Linked DNA regions of Mus musculus: region 1 is linked to region 2. The links are chromatin contacts, called in public HiCAR-type maps. All regions are on one chromosome and are shown on one strand. The core of a region is the stretch at or near the end of the contact, and the rest is flanking DNA. Distances in the headings are between cores, read along the strand shown.

What was found. HiCAR-type assays count read pairs that join an accessible place to other places.
Region 1: a contact with region 2 is called in a HiCAR-type map of fibro-adipogenic progenitors, with 6 times the contacts expected there. The contact joins two enhancer-like sites. A contact is called at or near these places in 4 of 115 datasets of contacts at active chromatin or transcription factors (the NIH/3T3 cell line, embryonic stem cells, extraembryonic endoderm stem cells and 1 more).

Annotation. Positions count from the first base shown.
Region 1 is chr13:97,675,477-97,679,521 of GRCm38.p6, forward strand. No RefSeq gene overlaps it. Among named protein-coding and RNA genes, the nearest start is that of Gm34087, 55 kb to the left of the region's middle. Within about 2 kb of position 1,460, at least 17 of the 459 cell types and tissues checked have an H3K27ac peak or open chromatin away from gene starts, as enhancers often do. A contact at or near this core is called in fibro-adipogenic progenitors, where this site is marked.
Region 2 is chr13:97,339,715-97,343,660 of GRCm38.p6, forward strand. No RefSeq gene overlaps it. Among named protein-coding and RNA genes, the nearest start is that of Gm33447, 34 kb to the right of the region's middle. Within about 2 kb of position 1,742, at least 24 of the 459 cell types and tissues checked have an H3K27ac peak or open chromatin away from gene starts, as enhancers often do. A contact at or near this core is called in fibro-adipogenic progenitors, where this site is marked.

The DNA.
Region 1 (4,045 bases), core at 210-2,709, 340 kb after region 2:
ATTCTTGCCAAGATACTTACACAAGCAGGCTTGCTTCTCGTGAGGGAAGGATCTGTTCCCGGTCTCCTTCCCTGGCTCCCTCCCTCCCTGTTTTCCTGTTTTCCTTCACATCCTCTTTCCTGTAAAGGTATCTGTCTCTGTGTCTAGATTTTCTTTTAATCACTGTGTTTCAGTTCGACGGTGTTGGTGAAGCCCCTATCCGCACGCGCCAGCACATCCAGGTGCTGAATGAGAGTTAGGAAGGTGTGGCTTTCTGACGAGGCTCAATTCAACTCACGGCAGATTACATCTAAAGTCGATCCCATAAAAGCTAAGTTTTATGGTTAATTTCTAGCGTGAACTTGACATTGTTCTACGCCTTCCCTTCATTGGTTTACTTGATTCTCACAATCCTCTGAAATCACTCCCATCAGTATTCAGTGGCAAAGGTCACGTGTCAAGAGGCAGAGCCTCATTTGGGAAGAGCCTGGTTGGAATGTAAGAGCACATGGTTTAATTCCTTGAGATCTTATATTCTACATAACCTCTGCTCTATAAGGCTCAGTTGCAGGTATTTTGAGGTTTTCGGCAGCTATCAGACTTTCTACTCTGGGAGTCATAGGGCTGAAGCTCCCATGCTGTGAAACCTGTTGCATGATTTCATCAGGGGTGTGCTTCCCATGGGCTGTCACAGCCTGAGCATGACCGAGCCGGCCTGAAAAATGGGAGACTTCTGTGAGGGCTGGGTTTTGCCCCGAAGATTCCAAGACAGCCTTCCAAACCTTCCCTCCAAGACAGGGCAGTCCGGGTCACCCTGGACTGAGTCTCCTAGCTCCTCTTCTCTTCCCCTCTTTCCTATAGTCTCCTAGGGTCAGACCTCCCTCCCACTCCTAATAAATCCTGTCTAACTGTGTCTTCCTGTCTACATCTCACCTTGCCTCTGGGCATTCCATTTCTAGTGCTTTCTGTAAATATTAGCTTTTAAAATCCAAGGACGAGTTTGTGGTGTGTCAAATCTCCACAATTAACAGGTTTCATTCTCATGGTGTTGACCCCACCCCTACCTCCACCCATACCCAAGCATTTTTCCTCCACGTTAAAATATAAGGCCAATGGGTGCCCTCGAAGCTCAAGAGGCCACCTCAGGTTTATTTAAAGATGGCCCAAAGCTGATGGAAACTGCCTCCCTGACCAGCGAGCACATATGTGGGCTGCTTTGATGTGACGGATGGGATTGTTTGCTGATAGGGCCTGCTAATAATCCAACTAGGTGATGTCATTCTTGGCAGGGCCCAGAAAGAAAAACAGAGGCCAGCAGCTCCCCTTGGCTGCCCCGGCCCCCTTAAGAGATCTTTAACTTTGCCTTTGCCAAGCAGATGAAATTGAAAAGTTCTGTGAACCCAGCTGAGTTTTCTTGCCTCCCGGGGATGAGCGTTTTTGTCGAAAACCTTGGGCCACTAGGCTGGTTTCCATAAATCCCTTGGAAAGCTCTGTACTATCTTTGGAAATACTCCTGGGAGTGGAGACTTCTCACAGAGCTAGGCAATTCCTGAAGACACAGTCTTTTGTTCTAGATTTGATCTGTCCTGTAGGGAAGAGATCGAAGCTCCTGACCCGAGGAGCTTAAATGGTCAAGGACAGGGTAGGACCATGCCCTGGGAGGAGAGCAGGGACCCGGCTCGGTGGGTAAAGTACTTGCTTAGTATCTTAGGTCCTTCATAAAATTGGGTATAGTGGTGTAGGCTCAGAAGCCTAGCTCTTGAAAGGAGATAGAGGCAAGAGACTCCAAATTTCAAGGCCAGCCTGGGCTAAAGGAGTCCTTGTTTATAAACAAACAAGCAAACAAACAAGCAAATAAATGATAAATCCTCAGTCTCTAATAAAATGCTTTTTCTTTCTTTCTTTTCATTTCCTCAATTTTCTCAGTCCAGGGACTTAGGGAAGCCTCCTGTTTCCCAGTAGAGAGGTTGATCGAAATGCTATCCATCACACCTCCACTCTGCTCCTGGAAGCATATACTGTGGCTAGTTCCCTGCCCAGAGTTGAGCCACTACTTCCTCTCTGCCCACACCGTGGCTTCTCTGGTCCTGTAGGCAGATAGTGTTCGTGTTATGAGACCCACACAGATCCCTATCTGTGTTAGTTAGGGAAGTCTGTGAAATATTCACTGCCTCAAGGAAAAGCATTCACCATAAAATCAAGGCCCTGTCTACACAGGACCACGGAGGCCAAGGCCCTTGAGCTGCATCACCCAAGTTGTAAAATTCCCTTTAGAAGGGTGATCATTTTTACATTGGCCCACAAAGACATACTTTTGGCCAAATTGCCTTCATACAATGGGAAGAGCACATTCCGAATCATTGAGAACTAGGGACTTTAATTGGGCTGGGAGATGTGAGTGGTGTGAGATTTCAGGAGAAATTCTACAAATAAATAGATTTGGTGATTTATAGACTAGATCCCACCTAGTAGGCTTGGAAGGGTAGCAACTGTTGGTAAAGCAGATGATATTTTCCAGTTGGTTTTTAGGATAATCAGGGCTCAGTTGCCATGGAAAAAATCCGTGAGTATGCTGAGTTGAAAACACTTGCAGGGAAGGCTCATGGTGATTTCCAGTCCTATACCAGAGGGTCCTACATCCGTCCATTCCTTATAGACCCATCGAAGATTACTCTGTGCCTCCAGGCATTCAGGGATCAAGGGGCTGCAGTGGTGGTGGGCAGAACTAGCTCTGGGCGTTAGAAGCAGACAATGAGATAACAGTAGATAAAAGTATGGACTATGACAAACAGTGATAAATGCTATAGAAGTTACTAGGTGGGAAGGCAGTTAGGGAGAGCAGCGAGCAATGAATACACAGATCAGGTTATACTGAAAAGGCAGCATTCTGGTAAGGACCTGGAAGAAGGAAGGGGGACTGTCACTAGGACAGAGGGTGCAGCAGTGAAGGCAAAGGCCACTGTGACTGTGGTGAGTGAGAATAATCTCAAGGAGATGTCAGAGGATGCTGGACAGCATGTTGGATAGGCCTGAAGGGCTAGCCACCATCTCTTCCCAGACTTTCCACAGATGGCCCTCCTTCTCACACACATATTTTCCAACATCCCGCAGTGTATACTCAGCTCCTACACTGCTGTTGGCCTCCCTGGCTACTGCCCTTTCAAAGTCCCTTTCTGGTGCCTGCTATGAGTTCTGGAAATGTGGTGAGGGGAACTTTTTTGAGTCAGCATGACTAGTACACCCAGGTCATGAGGGAAACATCTCCTGGTGTCCCCAAGGCAGTCCTGGAAGAAATTAACATTTGAGTCACAGGCTGAGTAAAGTTGATCCACTGCCGCTAAGGGTAGGCATACACCCCTGAACCAACTAAGGGCTTGAATATGATTTAAAAAAAAATGCAGAACACAGTAAGCACATTCACTTCCTGATGCTTTTTCCAGCCCTGCAGCAGAGGTTGTAGGCTTTGTGGCTTTGAGATCTAGTGTAAGGGTCCATGATTCACTGAAGAATGGTACCTTGGATTCAATTAGTATGCAAAAGCAAAGAGCGTTTTATTCTGCATAAGTCCAGCATGCTGGCGTCTACCATCAACCAAGATGGAGGCCCCTAGTGAGCTCGCAGGCCAGATTTAAAGCACATTAGGGAAATTCTGGGAGGGGTAGGCAACCTCTATCTCAATCTGTGGGCTCTATCTCTAGGGACATTCCACAACCATTGCTGGGGCGGGGCCTAGAAACTGTTGCTGACCCATTGTCCTTGCCTCAGGCCTGATGGCCCGGCAGTTTCTGACTGGCTGCCTGAGGCCTGGGTTTTTTTTTGTTTGTTTGTTTTGTTTTGTTTTGTTTTTGTTTTTGTTTTTTGTTGTTGTTGTTGTTTTGGTTTTTGTTGTTGTTGTTGTTTTTTTTGTTTTCAGTAACTGGCTTACCTGGACTTGCCCAGTTCTTGGAAACAGAGATTTAGGCCTAGTCTCCTGAACTGCCAATTTGAAGCCTGTCTCACTAGGAGGCTGAGGGCTTTCCTGGCCCTTCTGCTTGTAGATAGCTCATTGTGGAACATCTCAGCTGAT
Region 2 (3,946 bases), core at 492-2,991:
AGATCAGGAGGCAGAGAAAACAAGTCAGAACCAGGGACAGGACAGCCTTCAGACCCTGGCCCTTAGTTACCCAGTGTTCCTAGCCAGGACTCCTAAAGGGACCTAGCCTTCAGGAAAGCACGCCCAAGCATTCAAACCGCAAACCTGTAGGGAACATTTCCGACTCAAGCCCAAGGGAGGATGCTACTCTACATGACTTCAGGGGTCTCTCCTCCCTCTCTTTCCCCTTTCATAGCAAAAACAGTATGGGCGGTAGACCAATGGGGCATTGCATAAAACACATAGTTCCAAATGGTATGGAGACAATAAAGAGGTCACGACACGAGCGGACTCAGTGAGTTCCAGGGGCAGAGACAGAGCACAAGACACCCAGAAAGAGAAGGGACCACAGAGCCATTTCTTCTCACCCCTCAGAGCTGGAAGCTGACCAGCTTCCTGTCTCCTCTTGGTCCTCCCTGACAGCACTTAGCAACATCCCTTTTTTAAAATGCCCATATCTATCCTGGCAGATTCCTTGAGGGCAGGGATGCGATGCATTTGTCATCCCCAACAAACCAAACACACCGCTTATTTCCACGCCCATAGAAACGGTCCCATGAGAATTTATCGAGTGATTAATGCTGAATACTTAAAATGATCTTTAGGGAGATGAGCCATTAGGAAGGTTGGGCCAATTTCTGCTTGTTTTATGGCTTTGGCTCAATGGTTGGTTGTAGGAAGCCCATAATTATTACTATTAATAACAAAAAAATGGCCTGGGTTGAATCTTTGCTTTATTCTTTTGATGAAGCCTTTGGCCTGGTGACAAGAGTGTCACTGAGGGCTGAGAAGCAAATGTCAAGTTGTTGGGCAGAAGTCACAGCAAGCACCTCCGCATCACTACAATGATACAGTGACGTCTGAGCTGTTGGTTTCCAGGCTGAGGCTCTCTGCTTCCAGTTCAGAGAGCGATATAAGCCTTACTTCCTGTCCACTGACCCTTGGTCTAGAGGCTCCAGGCCGGTCCTATCAGAGGCAACTTTGCAGGCAGTCAGGCCCATGAGGAAGTCCATGAAGCCTCAGCAGGTCACAGGAGTACTTGTTAAATTAATACCATGTCTATCTCAGAAAGTTGAAGAAAAAAATCTCCACCAATTAGCAAAATCCTTTCTTCAAATTTGCCTTTATAAAGGGCTCTAGGTAAAGGATAAGAATTGAAAGGGACACTAGAAATTTCACTAAACTGCAGGCAGGGTGAGATGTGCTTTCAATTCTAGCACTCAGAAAGCAGAAACAGGCAGATCTCTGAGTTTCAGGACAGCCTGGTCTACGTTGAAAGTTGCAGGATCTGAGGCTATCCACTAAATCTTGCCCATAAATACAATTCTTTGCCTCCAAACCCAAAACCAATTTTTATTAAACGGTGGTAGTGGTGGCGGGTCCAAGGATCAGGAACCCAGGGGCAGTGTGTCTCTGTATGGTGGGGTTATGGGATCTGGGATAACTCCATGAATTCTTATCCCATTCTGAAGCCATGCAAATTCACTTACAGCCAGAAAAGTCTTGTTCCATGGCAGGGAACCTTGTAGAATCTGGACAGGCGATGTGATGTGGTTGTAGGACAGAAACAGCAGATGAGAACCAAGATAATGAAAAGAATTAGTGTCAGTCATTTGTTGCTTGGCTCTCAGCCCCAGGTAAGCACTCAGCCAACACCCAGGGAAACTGGGCCACAGTTAACTGGGTTTGGGGCCAGAGGCGGTAGGAGCGTTTATTAGCTAATGGAAACAATTTTGTGCTGAGCAGGAAGAGTTCGGGAGTGACAGAGGAGCTTCCTTCTTAAGTCTTCTCTTCCTGAAGACACTGCACAGCCTGGTTTACTCTGGGTGCAACACCCTGTAATTACTGTCAGTTGAAGTGAGAGAAAGGAGCGTACTTCTGGCTCCCTGCTCTCTCCTTGCCTCAAACATAAGCTGGAAAGGGTCAGGAAAGGAAAACAAAACAAAACTCAAGCTAAGCAAGAAGCTCCCCGGACTTTGGACTGGCACGGAGGATGAAATGTCAATAGTTAAACACAAAGAAGAAGAAGAAGTGCTATAGTTTATCATGTTTGGGTTCAGAATCAACAAAGACCCAATTAACACCCATTTGGGAGGTTAGTCATTTTGGTACTTGCAGATAGCTTTTTAAACAGGACTGCTTGGAGTCTGCAGTGCAGGGGTAACTCAAGTGTTGCTAAAAGGAATGTCAGAACAAATAAAGATTCCTACAGAAAAGCTGCAAAATGCAGTGGGGTCCGGCAGCAGGGCTGACAGCTCAGGGCACCCTGGCTGAAGTCAGCTTTTAAGCTCTGAGTCCAGTTGCTCCCTGAAGGTTGTTTTGCTACATGTTTGTTCCTCTTGTCCGTCTTCCTGGATTTGTAGTTTGGGCCTGAGTTCAAGAGTTGAGGTTTTCAGCTTGGGAGTCAAAGTTTGACTCTTCTCCTTGGTCTCAAATTGTTTTGACGTCACTGGTGCAATCGTGAAAGGTCGTTACATGGGAGAGACTCTTCCTTTATTCAACCTTAATTGTATTTGCGAAGTTCCTCAAAAGTGCTGAACCAGGAAGGTGGGAACTGGCTACAAAGTGGCGATTTGCTATAACACCTGGGTCTGCTGTGTTCAGCATTGATACGGCAAGGCAGGCCCCAGAGTCCCAGATGTGTGCGTCTCCCTAGGCAGTACTTCCTCTGCCGCGCCCAGAAGGATAAGGACAGTTCTTTTTTTCAAGCAAGTATAACGATGAAATTACACAGTCCATGCCCCTCTTCCTTAACTCAGAACAACAGACCTTAGAGCTGATTGGGATTGATGCAAGCTTGCTTTGTACTCGAGGAAACTGAGGCCAGGAGAAGAAGAGAATCTCTAGTCTCCCCCAGGTCCAGCAGAACTAGACGGCAATGCTTTGCATTGTGATACTCACAGTCAACAAACACTTACTCATTAATTAGATCTGCCGTCGTTCCCAGAATTTTCCCAGAACCTGTGACTCTAGGTTTGATGGTCAGAACCCCCAGGGTTGCCTTTGTTCTTCATTCTTCCTGGCCAGCATGGCAGAATTCTGCAGAATTCTCTAACCTTTGTCAGAGTTATCAGAAATACGGTCCCCTAGCCTTTCTTACCCTTCAGAAGCAGAAACTTCAGATACTACTCAAGATCTGATTTTTAATGATCTTCCCCAGAAAAATTCTGTGTACCCCAAGAATCACTCCACTTGGTCCAACTTCATATTTTGTAGGCCAGGTGGGGCTGTATAATCAATAATTAATATGAAAAGAGGGTTGTAAATGAATGATATATCTTACGACTGAGAATATGGGGCATTTGAAGTTTCTCTTTCAAATTCTATACTTACTCAATAAGCAAAAAAAGAAAATATTAATGTATGACTCTTTTGCTTCCCTGGGCTTAAATTCTTCTCAGTAACAAAGAAATGTTGGCATTTTTCCCCCCTTTGGCTATGTGAGTAGTAACAAAGTTACCTTTTTTTTGCCTAAAAATTATTTTATGCCACAAATGATAGTTTATCTGGGTATAGAAGACCTGGTTGACAGCTGTTTTACTTCCGTGTGGTAAAAAGATTACTCTGATGTTTTCTAATTCACTGCTGGTGCCAGTTACTTGTCTCCTCTGGAGGTTGCATGTCTTTCTTCTTTAGTAGCCTTTAAAGTTTCCTCTTTGTAACATTTTTTTTTCCTACAAAAATTTTTCTGTTGTATGTTTACTATTATGTATTTTCTTTGGTACTCCAGGTAACTTTGAGAATCCATATAATTTTATTATGTATATTTGTTTTTTTTGAGATAGGGTCTCACTATATAGCTCTGGCTGTCCTGGAACTCACTCTGTAGACCAGGCTGTCCTGGAGCTCACAGAGATCCACCTGCATCTGTCTCCAGAGTGCTGGGATTAGAAGTGTGAGCCACCAC